2 separate regions of the Sus scrofa genome follow, and region 1 is linked to region 2. Evidence: chromatin contacts called from public Hi-C data. All regions are on one chromosome and are shown on one strand. Each heading gives the region's core, a stretch centred on a gene start, on an enhancer-like site or on the middle of the called end of the contact. The rest is flanking DNA. Distances are from core to core; before and after follow the strand shown. Region 1 holds the start of CARD19 (caspase recruitment domain family member 19). Region 2 holds the start of SUSD3 (sushi domain-containing protein 3).

The links. A called contact is a pair of places that touch in the nucleus more often than the background predicts.
Region 1: a contact with region 2 is called in a Hi-C map of epiblast stem cells, with 1.9 times the contacts expected there. The contact joins the promoter of CARD19 here to the promoter of SUSD3 in region 2. A contact is called at or near these places in 1 of 5 promoter capture datasets (liver), 11 of 47 Hi-C or Micro-C datasets (alveolar macrophages, blood, embryonic fibroblasts and 3 more) and 2 of 2 datasets of contacts at active chromatin or transcription factors (alveolar macrophages and skeletal muscle).

Annotation. Positions count from the first base shown.
Region 1 is chr3:42,629,535-42,635,472 of Sscrofa11.1, forward strand. CARD19 (caspase recruitment domain family member 19) reads left to right here and starts at 3,982. Exons shown (of 6, transcript NM_001244277.1): 1 at 3,982-4,108. The coding sequence starts at 4,102.
Region 2 is chr3:42,594,252-42,599,931 of Sscrofa11.1, forward strand. SUSD3 (sushi domain-containing protein 3) reads left to right here and starts at 2,311. Exons shown (of 5, transcript XM_021088140.1): 1 at 2,311-2,334.

The DNA.
Region 1 (5,938 bases), core at 2,732-5,231, 37 kb after region 2:
CAAGGAGTTTTTCCAACAAAGGGGAGGTAGTGGGAACAAAGATTTGCAGATAACCAGATTTACAGAAGATTTACAGAAAACCCATTTCTTTTTACCCCCCTTTTTTTTTTTTTCAGGGCCGCACCCAAGGCTTATGGAGGTTCCCAGGCTAGGGGTCCAATTGGAGCTACGGCTGCCAGCTACACCACAGCCACAGCAACGCCAGATCCGAGCTGCATCTGCAAACTACACCGCAGCTCAAGGGAACACTGGCTCCTTAACCCACTGAGTGAGGTTGTGGATTGAACCTGCAACCTCATGGTTCTTAGTCAGGTTTGTTAACCACTGAGCCACGATGGGAACTCCAGTCTCTAACTGCTTTTACAGAGCGCCTTCTTTGAGACTAAATCAGACATAGCCCATGATAGGTTCCCAGGAGGACGCAGACAGACCCCCTGCCACCACCACCCCCTGAATGTGGCTGTTCACCTTGGAAATCTGCTTTGGACACCCTTTCCTGGAATGTGGATGATTAAGTTGGGCAGCAAGAAACAATGGCCTGCAGATAACAACTGCATACATAGATTAATCACCTACAAGGATTAACCACCCTCTGCCTTGGCACTCGACCCCCTAACCCTCCCTTGATCTTCCTCTCCTCCTTCTTTGTCATTCCTGCCACAAGTTCCCACCATGAACTCCAGCCACAGATTCCTGCCACAGAGCCTTTATAAGCCTAGCACTTTCTCAGTCAAGGCTGGTGCCATCTTGAGCTCAGCCCGTCCCCCTCTGATGCCTTAACAAATCTCTCTGGCTTTACCAGTTTGGCCTTGTTCCTCTCTCTGCAAACCTAACCACACAGTCCTTGGTAACCGACATTCTCATAGGAAGTGCCTGGGGTGGGGGGGCAGGATTGGGAGCCTGTGATTGTGCCCTGTGGTGTTCCCATGGCCACGCTCACAGAAGTTCTGATCAGGACCTGGGATTTGTGCCAGTTGGAGCGAGGAAAGACCACATTCTTATTATGAATGAAACTGAGCAGCTCCTTAGGTGTCTTTACTCTTCCTCTGAATATAGGAGAGTTGACCACTTTTTTCTTTTCTTTCCTTCTTTCTTTTTTTTTTGCTTTTTAGGGCCACACCTGTGGCATACGGAAGTTCCCAGGCTAGGGGTCCAATCAGAGCAGTAGCCATCGGCCTATACCACAGTCACACAGGCACCAGATCTGAGCTGCATCTGCAACCTATACCTCGGCTCACGGCAACGCCGGATCTTTAACCCACTGAGCAAGGCCAGGGATTCAACCTGCAACCTCATGTTTACTATTCAGATTTGTTTTCGCTGAGCCACTATGGGAACTCCTCTACGTAATTTCTCAGAGGAGTTCTTGACGTGGCTCAGCGGAAACGAATCTGACTAGTATCCATGAGGTCTCAGGTTCAATCCCTGGCCTTGCTCAGTGGTGTTGCCTGAGCTGTGGTGTAGATCACAGACATGGCTCGGATCCTGAGTTGCTGTGGCTGAGGCCAGGGCAGCGGCTGCAGCTCCGATTCAACCCTTAGCCTGGGAACCTCCATATGCTAAGAGTGTGGCCCTAAGACAAAACATTTCTACGTACTTTCTGACCATGCCAGGATTATAAAATTCTAAGGAAGCAGAAGTCAGAAGTGAAAGTGGCAGGGTGGGGTGCAGGTCAGGGCCAGTTCATACCTGACAGGTTAGAAGCATCGTCAGTTTGCACCATGTCCGCACAGGGCCACCAACCACTGCCACCGCCCCCCATGGTGAGCCCTAAGGGAGTGCAGGGTGCAGACTCACAGGCTATTCCCCCCTGCAATCATAGCAAGCCCTCAGCCACTGCAGCTACTCCCAACAGTGCACCCTGAGGGGACTCGGGAGAGAAGGACAAGGATACAGGACCTAGACAGCTAAAGTGCTTATCAAAGGAATAGTTTCAATGAGCCCAGACTTCTGCAACTTCCAATACCAAGAAAAGTGCTAAATTAACTTACTAACTTGAGATATCTGAGGGAGTTCCCATTGTGGCTCAGCAGGTTACGAACCTGACTAGTATCCATGAGGATGCGGGTTCGATCCCTGGCCTCACTCAGTGGGTTAAGGATTTGGAGTTGCCCTGAGCTGTGGTGTATGTCACAGACACAGCTCTGATCTGGCATTGCTGTGGCTGTGGCATAGGCCAGCAGTTGCTGCTCCAATTCAACCCCTAGCCTGGGAACTTCTATATGCTTCAGGTACAGCCATAAAAAGCAAAAAACAACAACAACAACAACAAAACCTTGAGATATCTGATTTTTTTTAATTACCTGTAATCTTTTGATGTTCCAACTACCTGGTCTTTTTTGTGAAACTCCCATATACCTTGGCTCCTCCCCTACCTCTTCAGAGCAATCTCTCAGAGCTGAGAGGCTCCCTCCAGGCCTTGAAATCCTCAGAAAGTCCATTGAATAAAACATAATTCTCAACTTTTAGGTTGTGCATTTTTTCAGTTGACGGTTTCAAAGAGGTGAAGGGGGAGCCAGGAAATACAAGAGCTTTTGCTGAAAAAAGAAAAAAACGAAACACCCAAAGTAGTTGAACATCAAAAGATTACACCTCAAGTTAATGTGCTTTTCTACATTTGCGAAGATGCTAGAATCTCCCTCAATAAAAGTATTCCTTAGATATGCATCTTAATGATCCAGGGCCGGTAACTTGTTTTTCCTCTATCTTAAATTCCCCTCGGGTGGTGGTGGTGGCGTAGTGGCTAAAGACTTGACGGCGGGTAACTTTCATTATTTACTGGGATGATAGGTAACATTTTTTGTCCGCAAAGCCATGATCCAGGATGAAAGATGCAAAATAATGGAGGTGGGGGTCAGGCCATTCCACCAGTGGACAACAGGCCCCGTCCGGGAGGCCCCTAAGTGGCCTGTGCGCGGCTTGCAGAGGAAGGGCCTGGACTTGCACTAACGCACTGCCAAGTCAGGTTACCCGGACCTCCTACCCCGTTGTCTCAAGGTCTGAGGTAGCCTGGGGTAGGACGGGGCTGGGCTCTCAGTTAAGCCAGGCCAGGTTCACTCCCAGCGTTTGAGGAAGGGACGGTGCCCGTGTGGTGACCTCCTACGACTCGGCCCAAGAATTTTGGGGTTTCCAGCCGACAAATGCACCCATTCTCCAGTTTCCTCATTCCAGGAGTGGCGGCAATGGCATGGCAGACCGTGTCCAGAAACGCTTAGCGGGGTCCGGAGCTTGGCTACCCCCACCCTAGACCAAGACAGGGTGGAACAAGAGCGGGTCCAAGGTGGGGGGTCGGGGAGGAGTGAGGAGGAGACCCGCGAGGTTGCCCCAGAGGATCCGGCGAGGGCCGGGGCTCAGGATGCAGCGGCAAAGGACATGCGCCGAAAGGGGCGGGGCTAGACTGGGGGCGGGACCACGTGGGAAAAGGCGGGGTGCGGGAGGAACTCTGTGAGGGGCGGAGCTGAGGGCATCTCTTCCTGGCAAGAATGAGGCCCAAGGCTTCCTGGGCTCAGAGAGGGGCGGGATGCAGGACTGTGGCAGAGGCGTAGTGGCGCCAGCGGGGGTGGGCTCAGTGTGGGTGGGTTTAGAGCGCCAGCGGTGACAGAGCCAAGTCAGGGCCGCCCGGAAGGGCTGGCTCGGTGAGGGGCGGGGCCGAGGGCCCCTAGCGGCGTCCATTACCACGCCTTAGGAAGCGGGGCTGCGGGGGAGGTACGGCGTTTAGAACCCTTGAGGCGACGCCGCCGACGCCGTGGGCGGGGCCTAGTGGGAGGGGCGGGCTCAGTGCGGGGCGGGGCTAAGGGCTCCTAGCGGCGTCTGTTCCCACGCGCTAGGAAACCAGGCTGGAGGGAGCTGCGGCGTTTAGAGCCCTGGCGGCGATGGCGGCGATGGCGCCGACGCCGTGGGCGGGGCCTAACGGGAGAGGGCGGGCTAAGTGAGGGGCAGGGTTAGGACTTAGTCGCGATGATGCTGGGGGCGGGGCCCGCCGGGAAAGAGCGGGCCAGGGCGGGCGGCGGTCACCGGGGCTGACGGGCAGCGGACCGGACAACCAGACAGACAGACGGCGGCAGGGGGACGGGCCGGCTGGGTGCACGCTGTGCCGCCGCCATGACAGGTGAGCGCTGTCCGGGGTCGTGCCTGACAGGGACAGGCGCGCGGCCACGGTGGCCCGTAGGGTCCGGTGTCCCGATACCACCCCAGGGGAGGCCCCTCGCTGCGACGGGAGTGACCTTGCCCGTGACGGCGGGACCGCGGCAAAGCGGCGTGCAGCCTGGGGCCAGTTTCTTGGGGGACGAGGCCAGGCCAGGCTCTGGAGGGTTCTGGGCGACAGAGGCTGGGCCTGGGATGGTTCTGAGGGGTGAGGCCAGGGCATGCCGTGGAAGGTTCTAGTGAGTGGGGGCCAGGTCTTGGGTGGTGTCGGGAAGGCAGGGATCAGTGCATGTCTGTGGGTCAGGAGATTCTGGGCTGGGGATGTGGCCTGACAGTGGGAGGTTAAAGTCAAAGGTGTGCGAGGAATACTCTTTTAGGTTCTGGGTTCTACTATGTGCTCCTATCAGGAGATAATAGACTGAGAATGGCGTCAGGTGGTTCATTCCTGGGCAGTGGTTGGTAGTCAGGGGAATCTCTGGTACCTCCCATTCTGCACCCCTTGCCCAGTGGGGACAGGCCCAGGAGAATTGTGCACACGCTTTGCGCTCCATACTGGATTGTTTAAGGCCCTCCAGCATCTTTTTCCAGGACAGGGTCTCCAGCCCAGCAACCTACACCCCCCACCCCTACCCTCAATCCACTCTACCCCACCCAGGACCTCTCTGGACCTGCCCACTGCCTTCCTGACCCTAACTGAACAGGGTGGCCCTTTTCTGTAGACCTTCTCCTGTAGGAGAAGCTCCATGAAAATGACAGGCTGGTGACAGAGCCCATGACAGTGTGGTCAGGGAATGTGGTGGCTCCCAGAAGCGATACTTCATTTCAAGGGCCCCACTATTCTGCTTCATGAGGCAGAAGTCACCTAGGGGTAGCCCAGGGGGTCAGGGAGTTCCCAGAAGTCCCTGTTCTCTCCCCAACACTCACTGGAGACCCAGCCCAAGTCCTGCACACAAATAGGATTTCTTGGGCAGGAACCTGGTGATTTCCAGGACATCAGTGTCCCAGCCGAAGCCAGAAGGGACCCTAGCAGTTATGCACTCTGTTCTCATCTCCCTGAACCCTTTTTATCTGTGGCTGCTGTTTCTAAGTACAGTTGACCCTTGAACAACTGGAATTTCAACTGTGAGGATCCATTTGTATGTGGACTTTTTTTTTTTTTTGATAAATATGTTATACTACTACGTGATATGAGGTTAGTTGAATCCAAGGATATAGAATCTTGGATCCACAGGGCCGACTGTAAAGTTATGTATGGATATTCCATGCTCAGGGGTCTATGCCCCCACCTTCACCTTGTTCAGGGGTCTGTTGTACCTCCTGTGCACCTGGGCCTTTCTGTTCAGAACTGCTATATGGGGTAATGTGGAATAGCATCTCTGTTGTGTGGCTGAGGAAACCAAGGCTCAGACGGGGCAGGTGCCAAGCCCCAGGATCACTGGGGCAGTCAGTGGCAGAGCCGGACCCACCAGTTCCACTTCTCCCTGCCATCTCTGTGTCCTGGCCCTCTAGAGACCCCTCCCCATAGAGCCATTTATTTTCAGGGTGGGAACTGGGACCAGAGAGGGTTAAATGGGCAGGTCTTCAAGGCTGCAGGCCCCAAGTTCTTGGTTCACTGCCTCCATGCATCGACAGGGGCCTGCCCCAAGTTTGTTCTGGGGCCTCAGTGATGGGTTGCAGAGTGAGTTTGTGGGACCTGATGTGTCTGCACAGGGCCAGCACTGGCCAAGTGTCACTGCAGCAATTGCTGTTGCTGCAGAAGCAGCCACTGACTTGTGGTATGCTGGGGAGTGAGCCA
Region 2 (5,680 bases), core at 1,061-3,560:
GAATTCAGAAATGTGCTGTGAATGCATATAACTATTTACATGTACCCCACCCTTAAAATCTTTACTAGTTTCCTGTTTTCTGATAAGAGAATAGATTAATGCTCATTGTAGAAAATTCAGACCACAGAGGAGTCAAGAGGCAGGAAAAGGAGTTTCCTAGTGGCTCAGCAGGTTAAGATCCCGACATAGTCTCCATGAGGATGCAGGTTCAGTCCCTGGCCTTGATCAGTGGGTTAAGGATCTGGCATTGCCAAAAGCTGTGGTGTAGGTCACAGATGCAGCTGGGATCTGGCGTTGCTGTGGCTGTGGTGTAGGCTGGTAACTGCAGCTCTGATTTGACTTCTAGCCTGGGAACTTCCATGTGCTACAGGTGTGGCCTTAAAAAGAAAAAAAAAGAGGCAGGAAAAAATGACCCATAGTCTGGCTGTCCAAAGGTGGAAGAGGAGCCCTGAGCAGCCCATGAGGATCTGTCCCTCCTGTGCCTGCTGTCCCCTGGCTCCCAAGCAGGCCCGGCACACAGGAGGGGCTGGTCCTGTCTGTTCTATGAGTCTAGCACCTGCTTTCACACAGCCCATAGGCCTACCTCCACCCAGGGGCCTTGCTGTGTGTCTCCAAGCCATCACTGTTAACCTGTGGGTTGTGGCTCGATGTCACCTGGGGTGACTCACCTATCTCCCTCCTGAAATCCAAAGAAAGCCTGGCTTGTGCAGGCCTAGGGCCGGGTAAGACAGCCCAGCAATGGTGGGCAGTGGGCTCCAGCAGGGGTTCCCTACAGAAGGGACTGGCTCTTGCCTTCCTGTGAAGTGGCTAGAGGACCAGTGTGCATGGACAGTGACAAACAGCCTGATAGAAAACATTTTTGGGAAAATTTTCTCTCCCCAAATAGCTAGCTCATTTGAGCTACAAGTGTAGACTACTTTTTGAGTGACTACTCTTAATTTTAAAAAGTATTTTATTTTATTTTGTCTTTTTAGGGCTGCACCCATGGCATATGGAAGTTCCCAGGCTAGGAGTTGAATTGGAGCTGCAGCTGCTGATCTACACCACAGCCACAGCAACATCAGATCTGAGCCCCATCTGTGACCTACACCACAGCTCACGGCAACACCAGATCCTTAACCCACTGAGCAGGGCTAGGGATTGAACCTGTGTCCTTATGGATACCAGTCAGGTTCCTTATCGCTGCACCACAATGGGAACTCCAAAAAGGTTTTTTTGTTTGTTTGTTTGTTTTTTGTCTTTTTTTAAAGAAAATAAAAGAAAAGAGGCACAGAGTTCCTATTGTTCCCACGGCTCAGCAGACATGAATCTGACTAGGATCCATGAGGACTCAGGTTCAATTCCTGGCCTCATTCAGTGGATTAAGGATCCAACATTGCCATGAGCTGCCATGTAGGTTGCAGATGTGGCTCGGATCTGGCATTGCTGTGGCTGTGGTATAGGCTGGTGGCTACAGCTCCAATTTGACCCCTAGCCTGGGAACCTGCATATGCCGAGGGTACAGCTCTAAAAAAATAATAATAAAAATAAAATAGATTAAAACAGAGGCAAAGTCCATGAGACCACCCTGCTTCCCTGACTCTTATTCTGCAATGGAATTTTCTGGGCTTGGTCCATTTTGAAAGGTTTTTAGGATACAAATTTTATTTTTCTATCAAGTGGGAGCAAAAGTGAACATTTAAAGAAAACCAAAAAGCATTTCACACTTGTGCAATTATTATCCAATTTGAGGGAAACACACCAGTGACCACCCCCTGACCCCCACCCCTCAGGCTTATGTACTGTCCCCCTCAGGCCATCATCGCCTGTGGATGCTGTGTCAGGTGAATGAGGTTGAGGAAGGCTCTGTGGGACAGGCAACACTCCAACTAAGCCCTGAGGACAGAGGAGACCCCACCCCCACCCCCGTCCAGATCTTCATCTTCCCCTGGAAATCTCTGGCAGCATGTGTGTGTAAGCCCATTTCACAGGGTAGAACACTGACACCCAGAGCTCTCAGACCCCCCTCCCATCCCCAGCCTCCCCAGTTGCTTCCTGCCAGTTCATTCATTCAACAAACATTTGTTGGAGGATATTGTGTGTTGCTCCCAATTACAAGCCAAGATGGGGAGCAGGTACTGGGGCGGGGGGCAGAAAGGCCAAGGCTTGGGTCAGTTCCTCAGGCATCTCTGCTGGGTTCTACTTGCCTCTTCACCAGCTGCCCACACGCTGCCTCCACCAGGGAAGCCATTTGTCCTCTCTGCTTCACAGGCCTTGAGGTCACACAGTGTGGAATGACTCAGTCCAGGCGGAACATCAGGGAGAGCTCCTGAAGAAGGCAGCCAAGGCCTGAGGGTAAGGAGACACCAGCCTGGCATGACAGTGGCACCGTTCCCAGTCTGGGCCAGGACTCGGAGAGCTGGGGGCAGGTAGAGGGTGGTGGCAAGTCCCAACACTGGCAGGGCTTTTGTAGCACAGCTTTCAGGCAGTGCTCCATCCTTGATCATGTCACAGTCTCCCTCACCTTGGGAGGGTGGCAGGATCATTTCTGTCCCTCCAATGAGACTATTAAGGCTCAGGCACAGGATGCCCATCAGACCATGATCCCTGACATGCTAGAGGGCGAGGTGGCAGCGCAGACAGTCTGCCTCTGTGGTGGGCTAAGTGCCTTTCCCTCCCAGGCCTCAGTTTTCCTCCCTGCCTGTGGTCGGCTTGCTGGTAGTCTCCAGGATCATGCCATTCCAGGAAGCCCCAAAAACGGCAGATGAGGTGGCCCAGACCCAGGTTCAAACTGGCCAAGGTCCACCTCCAGAACTAAGCCCAGTGCCTCTACTGCTTCTGAACATGCCTTTGGCACGAGTGGGTGTTCTGAGCCATGACAAGGTGTACAGTTTCCCGAAGTAAGTGACAGAAGTCTCAAGCCACTCCTAGTTCCTTAACGGTACAAATGGAGGCCAGCACTAACATGCTTGAGTACCCAGAACATGTAACCATGTCACAGATGGCCAAGGAACTGTGCTGTTTGCTCTCGGTAGGTTATAGGCTATTGTGGGCTGAACTCTGTCCTCCCCCAAATTCATATGATTAAGTTCTAACCCTGGTACCTCAGAACAGGACCTTCTTTTGAAATGGGTCTTTCCAGAGGCACTCAAGGTAAAATGAGGTCACGAGGGTGGCCCTATTCCAATAGGACTGGCATCCTTATAAAAAGGGAAATTTGGACACAGAGACAGATATGCACAAAGGGATAAAACAGCTGTGTGAAAACTGGAATGAGGCTGCCAGAAACTAAAGAACCATCAGAAACTGGGGAGGGGCCTGGAACAGACACCTTCTAGTGCTTTCGGAGGGAGCACAACTCTACCACAACTTTAATCTCAGATTAAAGAAACGTGAAAGATTAAAGAAAGCATCTGGCCTCCAGAACCCTGAGACAACACTTTTCTGCTGTCCTGAGGCACCTAGTCTGTGGTATCTTGTTGCCACAGGCCCAGGAAGCACACACATCCAAATCCGGCCAGGCCTGGGTGGAGCAAGGTGGTGTAGGCAGCCCGCAGACAGCTCCCACCAGCTCTATGCTATAATTTCAAGGGCCGCCCCAGACCTCTCTTCCCAGCCCTGCGCGTGTACCTACAGGCAGGCAGCTGTCTGGGGTACAGTGGTGTGCACAAAAGTCCTGGTGTGAAGGGGGGCTGATCACAGTGGGCTCTATGAACTCACCTGGCCTGCTGATGTGGCAGTTGGGACACACATGCTTGGTTCATATCAAGGAAAATGAAGAAAGTCATCATGTGTGACCCACAAGGCTGAAGTGGCAATTAGATATTACGGAGTGAACATGACTCTGACCCAGAAGGGGGAGGGCCTTTCTATGTCACACTGAACATCAGTTTCTACCAGGCTAAGAAAGCAGAGGTGGAGAGGGGCTGGCCTTGCTGGAACCCTGCTCCACTGTCGCAAGACACCCACCTCTTTGCTACTGCCTGCCAGGCACTTCAGAGCCGGCCACTCTAAAATTCCCCTGGACCTCAAGCTTTCAAAGAATTCCGATCTCAGGGCCTTCGCACCAGCAGTTCTCTCTGCCACTGCTTGTCCAATGGGGGACCCCTGGGTCCATCTTAGTCTCCGCTCCCTAGTCTAGTTGTAGATCTTGGATTTATCTTGGTCTCCACTACTCAGCCAATGGGTAAACCCCTGGATTTCTCTTGGTCTATAGTCCTAGGTTAATGTTGGATGTCTGTAGTCCTGGACTAATGGTGGAACCCTGAGTTTAGCTTGGTATGTACTCCTAGTCTAATGGTGGATCCTTGTGCCTTTGTTGGTCTCCACTACTCAGTCCAGTGTGGGATCCCTGGATCTATCTTGATCTCTACTACCTAGTCTGATGGTGGGTCCCTGTGTCTATCTTGTCTCTACTCCTAGTAGAATGGTGCATTCCTGGATCTATCTTAACCTGCACTCCTAATCTAATGGTAGATCTCCCTGTCTATATTCTCTCCACTACTTACTAATGGTGGCCCCCTGGATCTACTGTCATAGTCTCCACTACCTAGTCTAATGTTGGATCCATGTGTCTATCTTGGTCTCCAACCTAGTCTAATGGTGGATAAACTCAGTGATCCAAGACAGACCCTGGGATTCTCCATTGCAGTGAGTAGCGGAGATCAAGATAGATCCAGAGATCCACCATTAGACTAGATGGTGGAGACTAAGACAGACATAAGGATCCACCATTAGACTAGGACTGCAGACCAAGATAGACCCAAGAATCTTCCATCTGCTTTCTCCCAGCCCTGCCACGCTCGTCACCTGGTCAAGCGCTGCCCTGAGATGCCTCAGCTAGGAAATCTGGCCTTATAGCTCCCTCGCGATTGCCTGGGCCTGGGCGGGTGATGCGCCGGGGTGGGCGGGGTCTTAGGGAGAGGAAGGGGCGGGCTGCGGCGCCCAGCCTGGGGCCTCTGCAGAAGAGGCTGGGTAGGAGGCGGTGAGCAAGGAGAGGGCAGGTGCCCCTGGTGTGTTCCGTGTGAACCCTGGGCCAGACTCTGGAGTCTGAATCCTGCCCTCAAGACCGTGAGGTCCCTCACTGAGGACCTACAACATCGACATTCACCACAAAGGGCCTGACCCACAGTGACACCGCCGGGGTCCACACGTGCTACTCAACAGGAACACCTGACCTGGCTTGAGGGGCCGGGATGGTCGGAGGGGCAGCGGCAGAGGGCAGCACCTGCGCAAGGCCTTGGAGCGCAACTTCCCGCTCAGCCTGCTATGCCCCTTCGGGGATGCGGGCTCCCACGGGGCCGACCCCGCCCCCAGCCCTGGGAGGGCGTGTCCTGGCCGCCCCGCCCCCGCTGGCCCCGGGGCGGCAGTCCGGCGGAGCGCCGCGCAGGGCGTAGAGATGCGCGGGGTGGCAGTGACCGTCCGCCGCAGGGCGAGGCCTGGGGGACGCTTGGGCCACGCCACGTCAGCCCCAGGGAACCGCACAGGTGAGGGCGGAGGCCGCGGGTCCCAAGCGGGGCTCTGCGCCCATTTCACGGACCGGGAAGCCGAGGGGCGGGGAGCACAGCCCTGGGGGTGGCGGGTTGGCAGACTGCCGCGGGGAGGCGCACAGCCGGAGACCAACCTTCTCGACCCTCTCCGTCGAGGGCGCCCCAGCCGAGTGGAAGCTCAGCGGCGGCGTCTAGCCACCAGCCAACCCAGG